Linked DNA regions of Gossypium raimondii: region 2 is linked to region 1. The links are chromatin contacts, called in public Hi-C maps. All regions are on one chromosome and are shown on one strand. Each heading gives the region's core, a stretch centred on a gene start, on an enhancer-like site or on the middle of the called end of the contact. The rest is flanking DNA. Distances are from core to core; before and after follow the strand shown. Region 1 has its middle 26 kb from the start of LOC105798684. Region 2 holds the start of LOC105798679 (NADH dehydrogenase [ubiquinone] 1 beta subcomplex subunit 10-B).

What was found. A called contact is a pair of places that touch in the nucleus more often than the background predicts.
Region 2: a Hi-C map of leaf shows a contact between it and region 1, with 5 times the contacts expected there. The contact joins the promoter of LOC105798679 here to the enhancer-like site in region 1. A contact is called at or near these places in 2 of 2 Hi-C or Micro-C datasets (both in leaf).

What each region holds. Positions count from the first base shown.
Region 1 is chr9:22,109,648-22,114,607 of ASM2569854v1, reverse strand. No RefSeq gene overlaps it. Among protein-coding and RNA genes, the nearest start is that of LOC105798684, 26 kb to the right of the region's middle. Within about 2 kb of position 2,632, the one cell type or tissue checked has open chromatin away from gene starts, as enhancers often do. A contact at or near this core is called in leaf, where this site is marked.
Region 2 is chr9:22,324,894-22,329,682 of ASM2569854v1, reverse strand. It overlaps LOC105798679 (NADH dehydrogenase [ubiquinone] 1 beta subcomplex subunit 10-B), which reads left to right and starts at 3,298. Exons shown (of 3, transcript XM_012628840.2): 1 at 3,298-3,657; 2 at 4,021-4,075. The coding sequence starts at 3,369. The coding sequence ends at 4,052.

The DNA of each region.
Region 1 (4,960 bases), core at 1,383-3,882:
AAAAAAATTTAGGTGTTGCCACTTTGTTAGGCTGCACCAGTCTTGACTTTTCAAAATACCCATTAAAAATACATGTATTCAGAAAAAGATAAAAAAAAAAGAAAAATATATATTTTTGAATGGATTCTACTAGTGTGTTAGGCGGTACTAGTGGGAATTTTAAAAAAATAGGCGAAACATGAAAAAAGGCTGAAAAGAAACCGTTGAAATAGAAAAAGAAAAAAGAAAACTGAAAAAAAAATAAAGGGAAAACCCATGATCGATACTTGCTTTATAGGTGGTTATTTTATTCTTGGCTTGTTAGTATCACCACCAGTAAATGAAATATTGTTTCAAAAAATAAATCTTAAATGAGATGAGAATGGAAAGAAAGAGATGTGGGAGAAAGATAGAGAGACGAGAAGGAAAGTCAAATATGAGAAAAGAAAGAGAATAACAACTATGTAAAATAGTGATCTAAAAGGAATTGAATATTTTATGGAAAATAGAAAATCAAACATGGGAAAGGAAAGAGAATAACATATGGGGAAAATAGATATATAAAAGGGAATTTAATATTTTAGGGAAAATAGAAAACCAAATATGGTAAAGGAAAAAGAATAACATATATGGAAGATCTCTATCTTATGGCATCATCAATAATTCAATTTTAGCAAAATTTATAAGGATTCAATATGATAAAATAATTCAATAATATAAATACTATAAAATGTGAAATTTATTTTAATAATATAAATAGTAGATATAAATAAAATTATTATTTAGGTTTAGGAAATTTTTTGAATGATTTTAATTTTTTATTTGGTGGTAAAGGGTGAGAAATAAAATTTAGGGAAATAAAAAGTTTTTGAGGTTGAGGAAGTAAATTTGGGGGAATAAATGGGAGGAGTAAAATTTTGGGAGGAAATATTAAAAAAATTGGGGGGGGGGGGGAGGGGGGAGAATAAGTTTGGGGTAGAACAGGGCTAGGATGGGAGGGGAGCAAAAGTTATGGGGGCAAAATGGGAGGGAGTAAAAGTTTTGAGAGGAAAGTGAAGAGGTTTAGGAGTTTGGAGTAATAATGTAAATTATTATAGTTTAATATTCGGTTTATTCAAATTATTCGAGTTATTCGAATTATTCGAGTTATTCAAATTTGAAAACCAAACTTGATTCGAACTCAAAATTCAAAAAAAAATATTCGAGTTGACTCAAATAACTCGATTCGTTTAACTCGTAACTCGAAATTCAAAATTTTTTCAATTTTTTCGAGTCAAATTGAGTTTTGCTCACCCTTAGTCATCATTGAGAGCGGTGCCGCTGGTGTATCAAGTGACATCAATGGATATTATGGAGAACGAATCATTTTTGCATATAAATTTTGACTTTGAATTATTTTTGTAAGTAATTAATTATTTTGCATCAATGGAGTAAAAAAGCTGTAAATGGGCTTTGACCTTTAAATTTATTAAGAAATAGCAACATGAACAACAATCAATGAATGTATCGAACGAGGGTAATCAAACCTGAAAACTTCCTCAACCGCCATACTTAGGCTAATTTTACTCAAATTGTCGCTACATACGAAAATTCTAAATAATCGAAAGACCTAACATTATCTAAGATAGTTCCTGATAAACATAAATCTAATATGGATTGTTTATGTGACAAGTAGTGCGCAGTCGGTTTCCACAATTCTTTTTCTCCTGCTAGTCGAATCCCGCCTATAAGGGCTTGGGCTTCCGCCCATGTCGGCTCCATATGGCTCGTTATCCTTGTCGCTAAACTTTCGTGGACAAATCCGTCCCTTTCCCATTTAGCCGCGTGATTTGGGTAAGGGGATGAGCCTTCTCTGCTCCCCCTCCCCACATTAAAACTTGTTTAACTATTTTTCATTTATGGCCGAATGGCCCTTTAGCCAATTCGGCTTTCTAAAGCCTAAACGGGCAGGGTGGGGGACACAGCCCGCCACTCGTCCATTTACTTTCTCTTTTTTATTTTTTATTTTTGAACTGTGGCCGATTGGACCATTCAATATTCAAAGCCTCATTAGGCTTTGCAGACCAAGATACGCAATGGTGGGGGCCACGCCCCATCAAATTCATATATATATTCCATTTTTTTCCAATTTCCGATTTGATTCGCTTTCCATAATTTGTATTTTTAATCATTTTCACTAATCCTCTTTTAAATAAATTTAATTCCAATAATTTAATATTATAAAAAACACTTATTTTGCGAGATTATCAAAATACCCTTAAGTGGTAAATTTATCATTTTGCTCTTTTTTCCTCTTCGCTCAATTCCTTCATAATAATTTGTAATCAATCTAAATTCAGCAATTCTCATTTAATACTTAGTACGCATCCTTGGATATTGAAAAATATAATTTTACCCTTCGCTCGATCAAATTGTTAAATTTACAATTTAATTTTTATACTCTTAAATTCTTTCAAATTGGTCTCAAATGTGATTCTCATTACACCAATATATAACCAACTCATTCTTATGCCAATTAATCAATAACCACTCACATTTCCCCTTATGGTCAAATGTGTTTGTAGAAGCCCAATTTTGCTCAGGCCCAACCAAACAGAAATCAAACCAAAATAAAAATAAAAAATAATATGGTCTAGAGTCCATTGACAAATATCAGACCCAAATTACATCAAGCCCAAGTGGCCCAAACCAAAAAAACCCTAAAGCCCACAACAACCTAAACTATTTTCAGAAAAACAAAAACCTCGTGTCGCACCTTACCTAGTTGCCGCTGCACCCTAGCCTGCCACCACCAACTGCTTTGCCATCACCAACCACCCCTGCAAGAAGAAGAGAAAACACCCAAACAACAGTGGCAAGAGCAATAGAAAAATAATAAAAAAATATATTGTAAAATGACTATAAAAAAGCCAAAAGCAGATTGTAAAAGTAGGGGTTTTTTGCTTCTGAAATAAAAATCGAAATAAAAAAGTAAAAATAAAACAACCGAAAAAATTCAAAGGTGATTTTTTTCCTTTTTTTCCTTGAATCCATTATTATTATTATTATTATATATATATATATATATATATATATATATATATAAAGAAAAAGAAAATTCACCTAGTGGTCGTTTCTGTCGTCAGAGTCGAAGGGAGCCGAAATAGCCAAAACGAAGGTTTCTTTTTTTTTAGCCACCATGGACGGTAGAGCCATCGCCAGTGACTGGTGGCCGTCGCGGCGGTGACTCGCTGGAGCCGTGGCCGACCTAAGGAGGCCTTCAGAGAAAAAAAAAGAGAAGAAAGGTTTTTTTTTTTTAACTTGTTTTAATTTTTTTTTTGAATTTTTAAACTTAAATAGGCCATCAAAACGAAGTCCTTTTGGCCTGGATCAGATACCCCAAAAAAAACGTCGTTTCGAAGCGGAGCCCGACGACCCGACTCGTCCATGCAGCAGGGTCCACGTGTATTCGAAAAATAGCCTATTGCGCATTTAGTCCTTCCGCTTTTTAGGCGGTTTCCAATCCGGTCCTATTTCTTTTTTTCCCTTTTTTAAATTTTACCATTTAATTTTGTATTTTTCCATTTTGATCCTTATTTTGTTTTATTAGCTATTTTTTATTATTTATAATTTATACTCCCTAATTTCATTTTAATTTCGATTTAATCCTTTAATCATTTAATTTCAACCTTTTATAGATTCTTATATGTATATTGTTCTATTTTTTTATATTTATTTATTCATTTATCTATTATTTCTTTACTTTTTTACATATTGAAAAATTATATTTTACATCTCCTTAAGCATTTTTTTGTTGCCCCAAATTATTATTATTGTTATTATTTATCGTGTTTTGATTATTTATATTAGAATTAGAATAGTAATTACATATATCATTTTATTTATTTGTTTATCTATTAATTATCTCTCACCCTTTTTATATTTGAAAATTATGATGTTTATATTTTCTTTATTCGTGCACTTGGTTTTCGTATTATTCTAATTATTATTATCATTATTATTATTTATTTTTCCTATATTACTTAATTAGTATTAGAATTAGTAATTAAAATATGATTATTGCCATTGTTTATTTGGTGTTTTATTATTATAGATATATCATCATCATTTATTAGTATGATATTTTTGTTTTTGGTTTTTGTTTTTTTTTTCGTATATCATTGTTTTGTTTATGCGCACTATTATTTTATTATAGCTACAACCATGTCACGAATCGTGTTCAAATATATTTACTCGTTTCTATGCTATACCCGAATAAATCAAATACACGTTATTTCAAATGTTATGTTCGTTTTGGCACGATGCATAAAAAAGAAAATTTTTAAAATCGAGATAATTTTGTTATTTTTGGAATTTGAGGAGTTATGCTCCTAACTTACGGAATATGACATCTTCTTAAAACCAAAATAACCGCATATCCTATTTAAAACAACGAAAAGTAAGATTTAGATAGCGATCAAATGGCGATTATTTTAGTTTTCGAGAATCCAAGGTATCGTGTCCTAACTTTCGGGACATGGTCTTTCTTCTCGATTAACTCAAAATAAGGCATTTTCCATTTAGTATAATTTAGTTAAATCATATCTTAATAACATTATGCAAAAAGGGATCGTGTTTCAAATTCTCTTTAAATCTTTAATTTTCGACACTAAAGACATCAAGTAATCAATTAGGTACCAATTTTGGGCGTAACGAGGGTGTTAATCCTTTTTCATGCGTAACCAACTCTCGAACCCATTTTCTGGATTTTTGTAGACCGAAAAACATTTTTTTAATAAATCAAACCTCTTATTAAAATGATTAAATTACGAGGTAACCCGATCACGCCTTCTAAAAGTGATTGGTGGTGACTCCCATCTTCGTTTTCAAAATATAAGTTGATTTAAAAAAAGGGTTTCGACAGCTTGGCGACTCCACTTGGGAATAAAATAAGAGAGTCAAACTGCGAGTTGATTACTTTTAGTCTTTTTATTGAAAATTG
Region 2 (4,789 bases), core at 2,049-4,548, 210 kb before region 1:
CATTTAATACTGTGTTTGACACTTTTTTTAATGTGGTACATGCGTTATTTTTTGTTGTAATTTGATAATTGTATTTGACAAAAAAAGTTATATATTTTGGTATCCAAAGGTGACAATGTTAACTTTTTAGTGTTTAATTTAATTTTAGGGTTGATTTGATGAAAATTAATTGCTAATATTATTAAGTTTGAATATTTCATGATTTTGTTAATAGAATAAATTTAGTGTTAATTATGAATTTGTTTGATTTTATATTTAATTTGGGTTTCGTGGATGAAAATTAATTGCTAATATTATTAGTTAATTATGAATTTTCATCTAATCAATTTTAAAACCGAACTAAACACTAAAAAGTTAACATTATTATATTCAGATACCAAAATATACAATTATTGTTAAATACAAATATTACATTGAATATAAAAATATACGTATCACATTAAAAAAACACAAACTCAAACTCAAACTCAAACTCAAATTCTAAATTATATATTATGGGTAGAAAAAGTTGCTCCTGAATGGGGAAATGTTTAATTTCAAGTGAAACTAAAATTGGCGTAGTTGGTGCGCCTTGGGAAATTGGATTAAATTTTTAATTGAATATGATATTTGTATTAATGTATAATTAGTTAAATAAATTTAGAATTAGAATTAAATTATTATGATAAAATTATGTGAATTATGAAATTAATTGAAATATGATATAAGATATAAATAAATAATAATTAAAAATGTGATGTCATAAAAATAAAATAAACACGATGTAAAACAAATTATTAATGCGAGAACAGGGTCGAAGCCAGCAGGTAACACAGGGCATTGTCCCCTTGGTTAAATCAACAAATTGCACTTTTAGTCTCTTCTAAAATTTAATCATTTAATTTAAATCCTATGATTATATAAAATTACATTTTTCACCCTCTTGAAATTAAATTTTTAAGTTTTAAATTGCCTATAAATCTATTTAAATCTTAAATTAGAGAATATTACGCATTTGAGTGCGCTCAAATCAATAATCACTAGATTTTCACGTGTTAACAGAGTTAGTACTTCTTCAATAATATATTTTTAAGGTATTTTTAAATATTTTGAGTAAATTCTTTTAGCTTTAATCTTCTCAAAATTTTATAATAATAGAATAAGGGTTAATAATTGATAAACAGTCAAAGTATTTTTAATTTCATAAATAGGTTTAATATTTTCCTATATTCTACAAGACACTTGTGATCATCCTAACTTTATTTTTAAAATTTAAAAATTTTATTGCTAAATATTTTCTCATAAAATAATTACTCACTTAAAAATTATTTTTATTTTTAAGATAATAAAATATATTTTTTAAAAATAATTTTTTCGTATGTCTAATGAATCTTGTCTCTTTTAATACTCGTCCAAAGTAACTTGAAGATGCTCCTTGCCCGGACAAGTCATAGATGTTGATTTATCTATATCTATACACTGTATTTGATTGAGTTAATACAATCAAGAGTTTAATTTAATCGTAAAATTATTAAAATTTATTATTTTGAAGTGTTTTTTTATTTTTATAATTAGTTTTTATGTCATATGCTATACGTTTATTTTTAAAATTATATATTTTTATAATTTTTAAAATATATATACTAATTAAATAGATGGAAATAAAAGCGAGAAACAATCTATAGTAAAATATAAAGTAATTAGATAAAATAAGTCATTCGATTATTAGTTGAAATTTCACGTATAAAGAACCATTACTTTAATACTTTATTGTCTTTAACATAATATTTCATAACACAATGATAAACAACATTCATAATCATGTAAATATTATTAAAATTAAATAGTAGTAAAACTATCGAAGATCAAATAATAACTAAACATCTCAAATAATAATGAAAGCCATACCTTTTTCGGTGTTGAAACAAAACCTATTAAATGATGCTAAAATTTAAATAATATTTTTAGATGTTATTTTGAATGAAAATGTGTCATTGTGCATATATTTATAGTGTTAAATATTAGTTTTAATTGGTATATAACTATTTACTAATTAAATGATAATTAATTTATAATAATAAATATAATTTATTATGGATCCAAAGTTTAATTAAGTGATAATAACTATTACATTGGTAATGAAAACATTATTAATAAAACAATTATAACTATTTTTATATTATATTATATTATATTATATTATTTTATAGATTTTAAAAAATATGAGAAATATAGTTAGTACAAAGTATTGATTCTTAAATGATCGATTTTCTTTATATTAATTTCTCAAATAGATATGAGTCATACTATTTGTTAAGTGGGATTTGTGTTGAATCAAATCGATTTGGTTAGATGTATTTAATATTTATAAAAAAAAGTTAAGTTATTTTTAAAATATATTTATTTTCTTTTGAGTTTTGATATATAAATTAAGAATAAATAAATAAATTTATACATTATAGATTAGACCATTATAATAATAATATTATATATATAATGTTAATCTCACACATTAATTTTATTAATTATAAAAATATTTTTAACATTATTAATTATTATCATATTTAAAATAAAATTATATTTATGTAATCAAAAGATTCAATTTTATTATTTTTAACTTATCCAATTATGTTCAATAATTTTATAATTTATAATTTTATTAATTAATAATATATTATGCTATTTTATAAGTAGAACTTTTATTCTTCAATTTTAAAAAAAAGATATGATCAAATTAAATAATTTCACATTAATATACTATCTTATTAATTAATATTACTTTTATTATTATCACATAATAATACAAACAATTTATTATTTTAATGTCAATTTAGTAATATAATTTATAATAAAAGTATTCTTGTCAATTCAAATTTTTTAAACCCGTGTTTCATATATATATATATTTTAAATAGATGCTAAATGTAAATATACAACGTATGATAAGAATTGAAATAAAAATATTACAATTTTAAGCATAATTCTTTTTTAAGATTAATTTTATTATAGTTTTATCGCTCTTTTTGATATAATATTTAGAATTATTCATTAATTCCTCTTTAATAGGATAATGCGCTTTACCACACTCAATTCAAACTCTCTTGCACTGACAATAATGCCGATGCAAATAGAATTAAAACTAAATGAAAAATACAATCTCATCTAACTTTTGTATGGATTCGTTCAATAAAACATAGTTGCTTTTATATTAGTTTAGTGTATCGGTTTCCGTCCTCAACTGAACAAAAATTCAGTGGGCCGGGAAAGGCTACAAAAGAAGTCCAGAAAATAAAAATATAAGCGGAAACCCAATTTCAAACCCAAAATCTCCACTAAAACAAACCGAAGGGAAAGCAAGCAAGAGCCGAGTGAGAGAAACTGAGAAAGAGATGGGCAGGAAGAAGGGAGTAGCAGAGTTCGAAGAAACGGCGCCGGATGACTTCGACCCGGCCAATCCCTACAAAGACCCTGTGGCCATGCTTGAAATGAGGGAGCATATAGTTCGAGAGAAATGGATTGACATTGAGAAAGCCAAGATCCTCCGTGACAAGGTCAGGTGGTGCTACCGCATCGAAGGGGTCAACCATCTCCAGAAGTGCCGCCATCTCGTACGCCAGTACCTCGACGCCACCCGTGGCATCGGTTGGGGCAAGGATGGCCGTCATCCCTCCCTCCACGGTCCCTATCTTTCTTTACTACATAAAAGACTTCATTTTATTTATTATAAACTCGATTGATTATGATTTCTTATTACTTGCTCTTTGCTTCCCCAATTTCAAACAAGATCAGTAGTTTTGCCATAGACATGTATATTTTGCTTTTATATGTTCATTTTTTAAAAGTTTTTAATTTGATTCTGAATTTGTTTTATTAGCTACGTTCTATAACGACTTTTCAGAGTGGGAAGCAAAACAAGTAGTAAAAATTACAAAAAAGATTCAGCATTGATTTATCCATTTATTTGTGGATTAGTCAACATTGTTCTTTGGGGAAGGAATGGCTGAGCTGTATTGATTTTGTGTTGATGATTTGGGATTTTAGGTCCAAAGGTTGAAGAGATCGATTCAGAATGAATGGCTGCATCTGGTCATGATAGGTAATCTCGGACTCTAATTCATTCTATATACTATCTACTGAACAATCCTTGTTACTGTTATTGGTTCAACAGAATTATTTCTTGCTTTGTTGATGTTGTTCTGGAACCGTTTGCTTGAACTTTAGAATCTGTACAAAGAAAATTTCAAAACAATTTAACCAAATCAGGTGGGCATGAACATGCCTGTGATATGAACTTACAGAAAGTTTATGGAAGCCAAGTTGGTGGAGAAAAATATGAAATTATAAAGTAGAAGTTGGGGGAAAAAGAATAGTTTAAGGCTTTATGATTATTGGTTATGTTTCAAAGACCCCCCTGGTTGATTAAGCAGTAAAATCTTTCAAAGAGAGCGCATTAGTTCTAGAGATATCTACTTCCATATTGTAAACCTCAACGCAATTACTGTCCCTATCTTTAATTACTAGAAATCCTATGTTTTCCAATTCTTTTGTGTCAGCTCCAGTAATAGATAGTTTTGTACTTTCTTCTTTTGGAATATCAGAAGCTGGGCAGCTTTTTCTTGAGCTGGTGCGCTGACAGCTGATTTACTATCTCAACTTTTCTCATCTACCTCATCAATGTCTTTTTTGCTATATGAGCAGTAGGAGTATTCTTGCTCTCACACTGAGCAAGTTTGCCAGCTTTAGTTTTTGATGAGCAGGTCTTGGAGAAATTTACAGCATTTAAAGTAGATATTACAACAGTTGCGTACTG